Regions from separate parts of the Mus musculus genome. Here all the other regions are linked to region 2. Evidence: chromatin contacts called from public HiChIP or PLAC-seq and promoter capture Hi-C data. All regions are on one chromosome and are shown on one strand. Each heading gives the region's core, a stretch centred on a gene start, on an enhancer-like site or on the middle of the called end of the contact. The rest is flanking DNA. Distances are from core to core; before and after follow the strand shown. Region 1 holds the start of Mob4 (MOB family member 4, phocein). Region 2 holds the start of Plcl1 (phospholipase C-like 1). Region 3 overlaps Plcl1 (phospholipase C-like 1).

Evidence for each region. Promoter capture Hi-C pulls out the DNA fragments that hold promoters and counts their contacts. HiChIP or PLAC-seq counts read pairs in DNA pulled down with a chosen protein or histone mark.
Region 1: a promoter capture Hi-C map of pre-B cells shows a contact between it and region 2. The contact joins the promoter of Mob4 here to the promoter of Plcl1 in region 2. A contact is called at or near these places in 1 of 39 promoter capture datasets (pre-B cells), 1 of 484 Hi-C or Micro-C datasets (regulatory T cells) and 2 of 9 other capture datasets (adipose tissue and pancreatic islet).
Region 3: an H3K4me3 HiChIP or PLAC-seq map of microglia shows a contact between it and region 2, with 8 times the contacts expected there. The contact joins the enhancer-like site here to the promoter of Plcl1 in region 2. A contact is called at or near these places in 15 of 39 promoter capture datasets (the 3T3-L1 cell line, the C10 cell line, the HPC-7 cell line and 9 more), 7 of 484 Hi-C or Micro-C datasets (the NIH/3T3 cell line, bone marrow-derived macrophages, cortical neurons and 3 more), 17 of 115 datasets of contacts at active chromatin or transcription factors (craniofacial prominence, differentiating embryonic stem cells, embryonic basal ganglia and 12 more) and 3 of 9 other capture datasets (adipose tissue, liver and pancreatic islet).

Annotation. Positions count from the first base shown.
Region 1 is chr1:55,128,942-55,133,427 of GRCm38.p6, reverse strand. It overlaps Mob4 (MOB family member 4, phocein), which reads right to left and starts at 2,183. Exons shown (of 8, transcript NM_025283.3): 1 at 2,069-2,183. The coding sequence starts at 2,128.
Region 2 is chr1:55,403,698-55,407,922 of GRCm38.p6, reverse strand. Plcl1 (phospholipase C-like 1) reads right to left here and starts at 1,977. Exons shown (of 6, transcript NM_001114663.1): 1 at 1,293-1,977. The coding sequence starts at 1,535. It also overlaps the pseudogene Gm8531.
Region 3 is chr1:55,708,279-55,712,555 of GRCm38.p6, reverse strand. The region is part of intron 3 of Plcl1 (phospholipase C-like 1); the gene reads right to left. Among named protein-coding and RNA genes, the nearest start is that of Gm32949, 180 kb to the left of the region's middle. Within about 2 kb of position 1,360, at least 1 of the 459 cell types and tissues checked has an H3K27ac peak or open chromatin away from gene starts, as enhancers often do. A contact at or near this core is called in microglia, where this site is marked.

The sequences.
Region 1 (4,486 bases), core at 934-3,433, 270 kb after region 2:
AGCACATGCCTGACTCTGGCACTCAGGAAATGGAGGTAGGATGAGAAGTCACTCTCAGGCCCTTCCCTCTCCGTTCCAGACTAGCCAGCCTGGGATACATGAGACAATCCCTCCCCACCCCACAGCAGGAGCTATGCCACATACTACTCATGTGTAACATAGTAACACAATATACAGCGTTTTGGAACAGGCCTATTTTAGTGAAAAAAAGTTATGTGATAAACAGAAAAGGTTGGTTAAAAAGCAGTTTTTTCTTTTAATTCTCTTCTATTACATTTTATTTAACCTTGTCATAAAGTGGGAAAATGAAAAAGTCTGCACATGACTTACTCATAACAACACAGCAAAGGGACATATTGCAGTGTTTAGTCTGAACAATTTTTCAAAGTTAAAAATTTTTCATCTAAGGATATAGCTGAGCCATGAGTACATGCTTAAAATAAATTGTGCACTCTTAATTTACCACAGGAAAAGTCCTGGATGTAATCCCAAGAATTGTTTTTAAAGGAAGCCATCACTTAAAAATTAGAAAAAATGTTGCCTATGCACAATAATAGTTATCTGAAAACAAGAACCCTTAGAAAGAAGAGTTGTTAAATAGTAGAAAGTATACATAGTATACAAATTTCCAACCCAATCAAGGCAAACTGACAGCTCATGACTCAATGGTTTTTGACTCAAAAGCAATTCTCTAGGGCTAGAGATGTAGCTCAATTGATAGGTGTCATTCCCCAACACTGTATAAGCCCTGAATGGTGGTATGTATTGTAAGTCTAGCCCCCAGAGTTTCGGCAAACAGAGTCCAAGGTCACCTTCAACTATATAGTATAATTCGAGGGTAGCCTGACTTTGAGAACCTTCAAAATCCATAATAAATAGCAAGTCTCTAAATTGGATGTGTGTGTATGGGGGAGGCAGGTGGATCTCGGAGTTCGAGGCCAACCTAGTCTACAGAGCTACTTCCAGGAAAGTCAAGGCTACACAGGGAAACCCTTGAGAGAGAGAGAGAGAGAGAGAGAGAGAAGAGAGAGAAGAGAGAAAGAAGAAAGACAAAAGAAAGAAAAGAAAAACAGTAACTCTCTAAAACTCAGTAGCATTAAGTATTTTGATTTCCACTTGACCCTAAAAATTACATTTTAACAGAAAAAGTTTACTCAGTACACGGTAAGAGGCAGCAGGCTGGGCAGCAACAAGAACACAGCCTGCTAAAATTACATTTTAAACATATCTCTTTTGATTTTAGAACTTCTACTCAACGACTCAACCCATTTCCAAAGGCTGATTAATCCTATCAAGTTTGAATGTCAACGTGGGTGGTTTTTTTTTTTGGGGGGGGGGTCTTTTCCGTTCTTTTCTGTTCTTTTTTACTGTGAAGCATCCCTGGTTTGCAAGTCCTAAGAAGCACCAATTTACTCCCCATAGTGCCCTACTATTATTTTGATGTATATAATCAGTTCATTCCGACTATTGTCCACGCGCATTAGCATGAATATACGCAAGGAATGACATGTAACAAGTCACAACCTGGTGCCGAAAACTTGCTGGACCAGAGAACAGCTGCAGGGAAGCCGAAGGGAGTGGTGGCAAAGACAAACAACAGGAGGATAACGCAAACTAGTGCCACCTGCATCCGGCTAGACCAACTGGATGGAGCCGACCGGCAGGTACGTCACCGGCCAAGCTTGCTCCCGGTGAGGTGGGCAGTGTTTACAGCCCTCGACGCCGGCGGTCCCGACGCGGGGACAGCCCCCTGGTCCCCAGCTGGCCCACCCCACACCCGGGCGCCGTCAGCTGCCACTCACAGCAGGCAGCGCAGCAGCAGCCGCTGGTGACAAGCGTCAGCCCCGGGCCTCGGCGAACACAGCGGGGTCCTGCGTCTAGCAGGCCTCCAGGGCGGCCGGCGCCGGCTCGGCTGCCTCCGGGGCCGCGGCTCCGGAAGCGCAGGCCAGCCACCGCGGCCACGGCCCCCACCCGCTCGCCCTGGCCTCTCCTAGACGGAGTCCCGCCAGCAGGAGAGCCCCGGCTCGGCCCCGCCAACTCTGTGACAGGAAAGCCGTAGGGACGATACCTGCGCCTTGGTGCCTGGCCTGTTCCGCCTCAGCACTGCCGTCCCCTCCGCCATGACCATAGTGCCAGAGTCTGGGCGGCTGGCGTCGGTACCCGGATGTGGGGGCCGGCAGCTTGCGCGGGGGGCGGGGCACGGCGGGGCTCAGCGCTGCGGCGGCGGGGAGGGGCGGCAGCCTGCGGAACAGCCGCCGCCCGCGCGGAGCACCATGGGAAGAGTGCCGAGCCCGCGGCTCCGGCGGAGGGAGGAGCACAGAATGAACAGCCGGCGGAGCTCCGCCGAGGCCGAAAAGGAAGATGCGACCGGAAGCTGGGGTAGAGAGCCGCTTCCAAGGTCTGTGGTGCAGGTGACCCAAGCCTGCGTCACTTGTGGGTGTTTGTCCTTCAGCTGTCTATAGACTGGAAGGGCAGTTTGCACAATAGTGACCATCTCAGAAAAGCGAAATGAGAACATAATTCTCCACCCCAGATAATCTGGTAAATTTTTATAGAATCTTCATGGATTAACCCAATCTAGAATCAGATTGGCTGGGTCGGTTAAAGGGAAGACAGGAGGTACTGATAAATCTTGCTTCTAGGGTCCTCTTACTGAAAAGCCAAGGACTCTTTCAATGACAAGTTGGTTTCCGTAGATAAAAGACTCAATGCTAAATTAAAAAAAAAAATGCCCATCATGAGATAGAAAGCGCACATCTGTTATTGTGTGTTAGAGTTAAAATAAACTCACATTTTTGCAAGTCGGAAGCAGGAGGAAATGAATAGCCCTTGATGGCTTTTATGAATTCTGTATCTTAACAAAATTCCAAGTTTCTCGTGTTTTTAAGTGTGATGTTTTTTGTGTGTTTTCTTTTGTTGTTGTTTTGGTTTTGTGTTTTCTTTTTTTGGAGACAGCGTCTCCCTGATGTTCCTTGAATTTAAGAGATTTGTTTTGAGTGCTGGGACCAACGGAGTACACGGCATGCCCGGCCAGGCTTAGGGGTTCATGTGTAATCCAACCCAGGTGATCCCACACCTTTTTCTGAATCCCTTGGGCGCATGCAGGTAAAAAGCTTACACACATTAAATAAATAAGCAAGTAAATAAGCAAAACAGTTAAAAGAATTGTTTAGAATTCAAAGCCAGCATGGGCTACATAGAGAGTTCCAGGCCAGGCAGGGCTACAGAGCAAGACTTAAATCTTCTCTCAATCTTTCCCAAAATAAGAAAAAAAACACAGCATTTTTACCAGAATCTTTTTTTTTTCCAAACAAGAAAAGTTTGTTTTGGTTTATAGTACCATGGGACACCTGGTGAGGAAGTTGTGGACACTGGGTAAGTGCTCTTTATAACTTCAAGAGCATGGGGTTCAGAAACAGAGGTCTTAAGCTGGAGGCAGAAGCTGGTATCTGCATCAAGACCCGCCCAAAGTGAGCCACTTCTCAGAGCTGGGCCATGGTTAGAATTACACAACCTCCAAATCGAATCTCAAGCTGAACACCAAGTGTTCCAACATAAGAGCTGCGGCGGGGCAGAGTGGCGCCTTTAATCCCAGCACTCAGGAGGCAGATACAGGCTGATCTCTGTGAGTTCAGAGTATGCCTGGTCTACAAAGAGAGTTCAAGGCCAGCCAGGAGTATGTAGTGAGACCTTATCCTTAAACAACAACAATAGTAAGAATGAACGGAGGAATTCCCTTATTCAGATTGGCCTATGGATATGCCTAGGGAGCCCTATCATTATTAATTACTGATGTGGGGGGCTCAGCCCACTGTGGGTAATACCACCCCTGGGCAAACTGACAAACCCTGGGAAACAGACCAGTGGCCAGTAAGCACTGTTCATTCATGGCCTCTGCTTCAGTTCTTCCCTCCAGGTTCCCACCTTAAGTTCCTGCCCAGCCCTTCCTCAGTGACGAATTGTTACCTAGAAGTGTAATAGGAAATAAACCTTTTCCTCTCCTAAGTTGGTGTTGGTCATTGCTTTGTCGTAGCAACAGAGGAGCAATGTGTCTGAATGCATATGACATGTGTATGCATACAGCTGTCCTTGGAAGCCAGTGTAGAGTGTCAAGATCCCCTGGAGCTAGAGTTACAAGCAGTTGTGAGCTGCTTCATTTGGTTGCTCGAACCAAACCTCTAGAAGGACAGGATTCACAAATTCTTTTTTTTTTCTTAATTTTTTTATTATTTAAATGCATTTTATGCATCAAACATATTAAGAATATGAAGTATTTTGAGAATCAAATAATACACAAAATTGTTCAACTTTTATATTCATATCCTTTCATACCCTAAAAATATTAATGAATATTTAATACTATCCATAACTGAGGATCCTATGTCTAATGTTGAATACTAAATTGTTTCAAAACATACAAAATATTCTTTGGGAATTAAGCGTAGTAAAAGAGCATAAAATACAAAAAAATGAATTATTAAGAAAT
Region 2 (4,225 bases), core at 728-3,227:
TTGTAATCCAGATGTATCTGTTTCCTAATTATGATACTTGCCAGACAATACGATTTCTGACTTGTAGTATTAACGAAGGCCATTTCTCCTTTATCCAAATTCACATTCAGAATATAAGTCTCTTTGCGCGTTATGGAAAAGCACAGATAAACAAACAAACTACTACAGGATATTTTAAATTACCATCCACTTTTAACATAGAAGTCTCCCTGTACCTTTTTAATTTCCATGTGTCCATGCTGGAGAAAAATCATAGATAGTGCCTGGAGATAGGTGAATGTGGGCACAAACACTGGTGCTGCTAGCGTGGGAAAGAAGACACGCATTACATCGCGATTGCTTGGTTTAAACCTAAGCAAGCTTTCTGAATGTATGAGCCTATCCAGAAAGAATAATAGGTGGCTCCTAGACCTTTTGCTGTCGCCTGTGGTGTACTGTGTTTATCACAGATGGGTGGACATTCACACTGACTGCTTTACCAAGATCAGCTTTAATCTCACATGTACGTAGTATTCACATAGATCTATGCTAGGAAGCCCTATTCCAGGGCTCTTACCTGAAAAGATTACTCCAAAGTCATGCACCCAAAAGATGAACTTTCGAACATGGGAAACAAGTTCAAAGTGGAAGACAGAAATAAATAAATAGGGCGAAGAAAGGTTTACAATTCCTTGGCAGATGGATAAAGGCAAATCCTCTGGGGGTGCTAGGGGAGTCTGGGAACGTTTTCCCGGATGTGTGTTTTCTGCAGCGCAAAACCTCTAAGCTCTTCCTTCATCCTTTCTATGCTGCAGCGTCCGCTGCAAACTCTGCCTGCCTATCTGCAAAGTTCAGGCGTTTCAGGATTTCAGAACCATTTCTGTATGGGGGAGATTTCCCACACACAATTAAAAGTAAGCTGTGCTTTGCCTTTGCTGTTCGGGAAAGCTAGCTCTCCGCTGGAGAATGCACAGCCAGCCCGCAGGTCTCTGCATTTATCCCAAGTTCACCCTTCCTCCTCCCATCCACCGGTTAGTGAGAAAATGAGGGAAAGCATCCATCAAACCGCAGAAGCGCAGAGAACTTTTCCTCCGCTGTCAGAGAGGAAGTCACTTCTGCTTCTCAAGGCCAACAGCTGATTCTGGGAACCTCCGGACTAGGCAGGAAGGTTTGGCGATGAAGGAGGTGGGAGAAAACAATGCCCAGCCTGCGACGCCTAGGGCAATGAACATCCTGCCCAGGGGCTGGAGGGGGGATGTCCCCTACCCACCCGGCACCCATACCAGGCTCTGGGCCGCTGCTGCTCCGCTTACCTTGATGATGCTGCTACGCCGGGGGGTCGCTCGTGCAGCCTCCAGGAGGCCGGCCTCGCTATCCGCGGGGACCCCCGCAGCGCCCGGCAGCGCGACCCCACTGCGACGGTCCCTCATCCGGCCCCCCAAGGCCGGGGGTGGGGCGTCCCCTGAGGCAGCGTCGGCGCCGGCTCGGGGGTCGTCTTCGCCCCCGGCAACGTCGAGAGGCGCCGGAGCCTCCCTGCTAGCCGCGCCCTCAGCCATAGCCAAGCACGTTTTAGGCTCCCGGCGAGACAGCACGACCGCCAGCGGCGTCCAGCCCCGGGCACGGGTGCGCTCAGGCACCAGAAGGAAACCCCGCTAGACTTTGTTTTAGCGCGCCACGGCCGCTGCAGTGGCAGCCACAACTTTGTAGAAAGGAGACATCGCTCCGGCAGAGGCGTCCTCGGGCTGTGGTCCAGGAGGTCAGCGGGCCGGCGCGGACGGGCGGCGGGGGCGGGGAGAAGATGTGAGCGGGAGGGAGAAGCAGGCGAAAAGCAGCGGGAGGTACTGGAGACGCGAGGCGAGCGCCGGCTCTGTGCAGACAAAAGGCAGTGGGCGCCGGAGCCAGGAGCCTCGGAGCCGGGACGTGCGCGGCCGGAGCGGCGACTGCGGATCGGCCACCAGCCACCTGCCCGCCGACCGCAGCACGGCGGCCCCAGGAAGTGCGGCGGCGGGGCGGCCTCCACTCCGCTCGCCTGTGACAGGGAGGGAAGACTTGTTTTGACAGCCCGTGGGGATTGGCAGGCTCCCCGGCCTCTCAGGAGCCGAGGCTCACCGAGGGGGTTCGGGCCGACCAATCCTCACCGCGGAGGGGTGTGCCCGAGCGCGAAGAATGGAATGTGTTCTGTTGCTCGGAGCCTGCCCAGCCCAGCTGGCCCCGGTACTAGGCGAGGATGCGCGCGCCAGTGTGCGCACCCACAGGCACTCAGAGTACATTTTAGGAAGTTTAGAAAGGAGACGAAAGCGGCCTGAAGGTTCAAGAAATGGGACGCGGGTGGGGTGGTTTGCGGGCGGCAGTGAGATGACGGAGGAAACACTGCAAAACAGCAAATCTGGAATAAAGAAGATGTTGAGCGAGAAGGTTAGAGTGTTTGGAGGGGTGTAGTAGTGACACTTGGCACAGCCAAGGGTCAATCACTGGCTCTCCTGCCAATCCTTAGAAGTGAAGTCCACGCACTAGGACCCTGGAGTTCCACAGTTTGTCTCGGGTTCTATGAGCGGATTCTACATTCACTCAGTAATCTGAGTCAATACAACAAGGAGTTGGGTTTAAGGGGTAGGTAGGGTAAGAGGAAGCAGAGCAACGAAAACCCTGGGAACGCCGCCGAATGAAACACAGAGATGATGGAAGCCACATAGCGACAAGGTCATTGGCAGGTTTAGTCTCTACCCTAAACCGTTCTCGACGAGGGTCCAGCCTCCTTTCTACATATAATTCTAAATCATTACATTTTGCTCCTTCCACCAAGCTAGTAACCAAGAGGAGAGCAGGGATTCGGTAGCATTAATCACACCATGAGCAAATGTAGACAATGGCTCTAAGGTCCCTGGAGAGTTGGACGACGTACTGAATCTCACTTAGATCATTAAATGCATTTAAATTACTAATTATTTCATAATTCAAGATTTTACTTCTTCCTTACGTGGCCAATAGCACCAAGAAATTTTTCAGCCCTTCAGGGCCAGAAATTTATTAAAATTCTAGCATTTTAAGGATGAGCTGGGGTGTTAGGAGTCATCTAGGGCAGCTCTTTTATTTAACAGAGGAAATGAAAGCCCAAGGACCTTGTCTACTGACTGGTTAGTACAGACACTAAAATCAGATCTGCTACCCAGTTCCTTCCAAGCTCTCTTCACTTTTTTTATCTGGCTCCCCTGGGGCTACAACCAGTCAAAATTGGATGGGGCTCTTGGGAGAATTCACATTTGACATTTACCATCTCCTAGGGAAGACTGGAAAGACTTGACTTTACCTTTTCTTTAAATATACGTGCAACCCAGAAATGAGTGTCCTCTAGATGAGAGGCCAGCTCTGGTTTTAGAAGCAACACTGCCCTCTAGTGAGATGTTGAGAACTACAACCGAAATAGCAAGCGCTTCTTCTCATAACTGTTACATAGAAAATATATTTTGTCCTCAGAAGTATAGCCAATTTTAGGCTACTGTTTTTCTGATGCTCTCTCATTATTACACCTAACTTTGTCTTTTACAGATGTCAGGGTGTCTGCTTTCTGATACTTTTGTCAACTTGCCACTTGTGAGCTGTCCTTTGAAGACTGTAAAGCTGCAGATATCTCCCTCGTCATTTTCCTATATGAGTCTTATATACCAGTGTTTCCTATCCTACAGGCTTGTGTGCCTTTATATCCATATATATTTTTTCCATACACATTTACATCCATATACCCATATATGATTATATATTTATATCCATATATATTTACATCCATAGAGCATATGGTTTGCAAAATGTTTTGTTTCCACTCACGACCGACCAGTTGCACTCCATCTTCCCTTCCTTTGCACTCGTCCCTTGTGACCTTCTGCGAGCACAAATGCACAGAAACTGCTGAAGACTCTGAGCTCTTCAGGGAGGTTGTCTAACTCACTCGGCCTTGAGAATATTGGAGTACATCTAAAGGGTCTTTCATTTCTGCTGTCTCCTGCCATAAGCTCAGAAGGCTTCTCCTGCCTGCCATTTTAAATTTAAAAATGCCCCCATGTGCCTGCTTATCTCACAGAGGCAAGAAATCAGAGCAAGAAGAGACCAAGGTCACAGTTTCCTGCAAGGGCATTCTCCTGATGCAAGAAAAACTCCCACTAAGTCCCAACTCTTACGGTTCTACCACCTCCCAAGAGAGCAAAGTTGCATGGGGTTTGGGGGACAGTCAAGATCCAAACTCTAGGAGCAA
Region 3 (4,277 bases), core at 111-2,610, 310 kb before region 2:
AAATGGCCCCCAAGTCCCATGAATTAATGGCTGGATCCCCAGGAAGATGCTCATAGCAGGTGAAGGAAGCCTCCAGGAGGTCTTCATGGCACTTCAATGGGGCTTGGATGGAATCTCTCCCTCTTCTTCCATTTCAATTCCAGCCATGAGGTAAAGAGTTGACTTGCCCAAGTGCCCTGAATATTGTCACACAGCACTCCACCAGAGACCAGTAATCAAAGTGTTTGCCTCATGCGCACTAGAACCTCTAACAGGTTCTAATCTCTCCAGTCCAGCAATTAACACCACTCATCATCCTCATTCTGGAGTTCCCTGGCTCTGTCTCTTATTCCCTCTTCCATTTCCACACATTAGAAACTACCTGGCCTCAGTTCTCATTTTCCTCTCTGTTGATCTCTTCTCTTGGTATTTTCATCCCTTCTTAGATTCATCAAACATTCTGTACTCCCTACAACCATTTCATAGCAAGGCTCACCACTCTCAATTTCAGTGGTCCACAATTGTGGTTTCCAAGGTAGGAGGCTCATGTTCCCTGTGGCATGACATGGGGGTGCACAAGATAGATATTTGATGTGTGAGGTGAAACAGGACTTTTTAACATTTATTTTATTGTAAATATGAAAAACATTAATTGTGATACCTCACTAAACTAAAGTCAAGTGTTCCCAAATGGTAGCTAGGGCATCACAGGGAAAGAAAGTAATTTCATGCTGGAAAGAAGCTGAAAGACAGTTGCCACTCCCATGTTTCTTCCAGAGAATCCAACTTGCAAATGGCTGTAGAGTGGTAAACTGATCCCGTTTATATTATAGTACTCTAAACTGCCTGGGCTCCAACAGGGAAAATGAAAACAACTTCACAAACCCAAGCAAATAGCACCTTAAAATAGACTCTCCATAATTCCTTCATTCCTTCCCCAGACATGATGTGAGCTGAAAAACAATGATGGTGTGATCAAATCTTCCAGGCACACTCACAGAACAGAAGAAAACTGTACACTAGCTTCTACTCTTTACACACACACACACACACACACATATGCAAATATGCTAGTATTTTACTATGCATATACAGCTTATGATGAGAATATTTGCACAAAATGTAAAAAGAATGCTAAGTATTATTTCCTTGACCTTCTCAATCCACTCCCAGGCTCAGGCTTAGACTCAGGGTAGGGAGTTTGATCTCTCTGGGCAGCACCATGCATGCTCTCCCACCTTCTGACTTTTCTTGACATCAGCCAAAGGGACCACTACCAAGTATCAAGAGTAGAAGTCAGTAGAGCAAAGGGGTTAGATAGCTACCTCGACATGGTTCCTTCCCTGCTGGCCTATGGTTTTAGAACTTCCTCTCTGCAAGGCTCCAGACAGGGCAAGTGTAGAAAAGTACTGAGTGCCAGAAAAAGCTGCCCCTTACTTCATTGGGCCAGGGTTCCACCACAGATTTCCACTGTTGCTAACTGCTGGATGCTCACCACCCACTGTAGCCAAGCCCTTTTTGTTCCACGCTCCCTGACCTTACACACTTGCCATGTATAAAATCTCTGAGCCAGCCCAGCCTGCATATCCTGTGTTCAGGCCCAGCTTGAGAAGTGTAGATCTCACCACTCAGCAAAGAAGTTTCTTTTTGTAGCAGAAGACCATTACAGAACACTACTGCTGATCAAACTATAGAGAAAACCTGACTGTGCGGGGTGCCCAGCCCCAACTGACAGATTTACAACACAATTTTTATACTTTATACTCAGGAAATAGCACAGAAGAGGGGGCAGAGCCAGAAGCCCAGGAAGCCTGCTGTGAGAGTGAATACATCTTCTAGATAGGACAGGGAAGCTGAACTGATGAATGGTAAGGTATCATCCTATCATGACTCAAAAACTCTCCACAGATGCTAATTTTCTGTGGAATTCCATTTAAATTCATAGTCCCACCAAACTTTCTATTTAGAGCCACTTTAAGGATAGTTTATCACAGACAATACCATTTTGCAGAAAAAGAATATGAGCTGAGAGCTTATTTGCCTAACAGCACAGGGTTAAAGAAATACTTGAGAGTGGAACCCATGGATTGTGAGCACCAGACCTGAGCTTATGTGTTACTCTGAGATCAGTGTGAGCACCAGACCTAAGCTTATAGGTTTCCCTGCAATTAATGTTAAAGGTTGAGTTTCTACTTCAAGAACAAGTTGGGGAGCATCACTTAGCAGCATCCATCAGGCAAATTCATTAAAGTAGAAGCTGGCCATGGCTGCATCTTCTAGACAGAATTCACAACATATGTCAGCCATTATAGGCAGTCTCCATATGCAATAGTTAGAAGTTCTTTCATGCACATCCCTACTTTTTAAGGAAGGAGCTAGACATTTGGACAGGTTTCTGCCTGAGAATGTTTATGAAGCTTTGCAGATCCATTGCTCTTCTCTTCCCGCTATAAGCCATCTATCTTTTGCCTTCTTTCTAGTCAAAAACCAGATCTTGGGTCTCTAGGTCTCTGGTCGTATGATGGATTATCTGTTCAAACTTGATTCTTGATCTTAGAGCATAAGCCATTGGTGTCCTATTCAGGAACATTTTCCCTATGTGTTGTGTGTGTGTGTGTGGGCGGGGGGGGGGGGGGGTGGGAGTTGTCCCTGATGGAGGAGTTGGAAAAGGGACTGAAGGAGCTGGGGGGAGGGGGGAGGGTTGCAGCCTCATGGAGGGAGCAACAGTGTCAACAGGCCAGACCTCCTGGAGCTCCCAGGGACTGGACTACCAATCAAAGAATACACACGGAGGGACTCATGGTGCTGGCCACACATGTGGCAGAGAATGTACTTGTTGGACATCAATGAGAGGAAAAGCCCTTGGACCTGAGGGTGTTCAATCCCCCAGTGTAGGGGAATGCCGGGGCTGAAAGACAGGAGTGGGTGGATGGGTGGGGGAGCACCCTCTTAGAGGAGGGATGGATTGGGGGGGTTTCTGAAGGTGAGACCTGTAAAGGGGAAAACATTTGAAATGTAAATAAAGAAAAATAGCCAATAAAAAAAAGAAAAAATTGTCGTTCTACTTGAATTCTATTAAACGCAGCACCTTTGTTAATGGGACTGCTGCCACTTAGATCTTTGCAAACTAGATGGGGACAGTTCTCTGTAGCTTTGAAAGCTCTCTGTTAAATCGGACAAATACAAGCACCATGTGTAGACTGACATCTCTTTGATTTTAAGGACTCAACCCCTTGAACATAGCCAATTCTCTATGAAACAAAAACAAATATAAACCTTGGAATCCCTGCCAGCTGCTGGGAAGCCGGCAAAGATGTGCTCCGTGTGCAGGGCCTAGCCTCAGGTCACACTACCCAGCCTGACTTATGACAGCACAAGACAACAGAACCTGAGCAGAGCCGACCACATCCTCTGTCTCCACATTTGTGGTGGTGACAATTCCACACCATTACTGCTTTCTTCATAAAGGGTTCATTATATCTTCTCAGTTGTTCTACTTCCAAAGTAGCTGCCAACTAACCTTGAGGAATTGCTTGAAATGCTGGTTTTTACCCAGCACTTAGTACAATTTATCTCATTCATACAAAAAGCCGGGTGGGAAGATTTTATTAACTTCTCTGGTTGATGTGAATACCCGCAAACAGTGACTTAAGGAAGGAAGGTTGTTTGGGTCACTTAAGGAAGACCAGCTGTTGTTAAGGAGAAGGTATAGTGGCAGGATCATGGGGCTGCTTCCTCACCTCCAGGGGGACCAGAAAGCCTATGGAGGGAGATGTGGGCGCTGGCCACTATTTTTCTTCTTTCTTTTCTATTCAGTTTGGGACCCTGACACTCTTTTGCATGTCACCCACATTCAGAGTGGACCTTTACCTTCAATTCATCTTCTTTCTTTACAGATATATTCAAAGTTGTACTTTCTTCCTGCCCTGGGTTTCTTACTCCAACCTAACTGACAAAATGAATCATCACATGAAACCTCTCTACATTTTTCAGGCCAATTTGACTAGCTCAATGTCTTTAACTAAAGTGTTCCAAAAATTCAAGAAATAAGGAATACAGGTCAAATGAGAATGCATGTAAGCTAGATCCAAGAAGTGTCTTGAAATAATTCTTCTTGATGCATTCATCATAGCCAATGTTGCTAAGAACCTGGTATCAAGTAGAAACTGCAACCCCTCAAGATGACAAAGATTAATTCATTATTCAACAACTAAAAAAAAATGCATCAGTTGACATTGTTGTACCCAAGAGTGAGGAGGTGCCCACGCACCAAGTTCATTGTTTTGAAATAGCTAGCT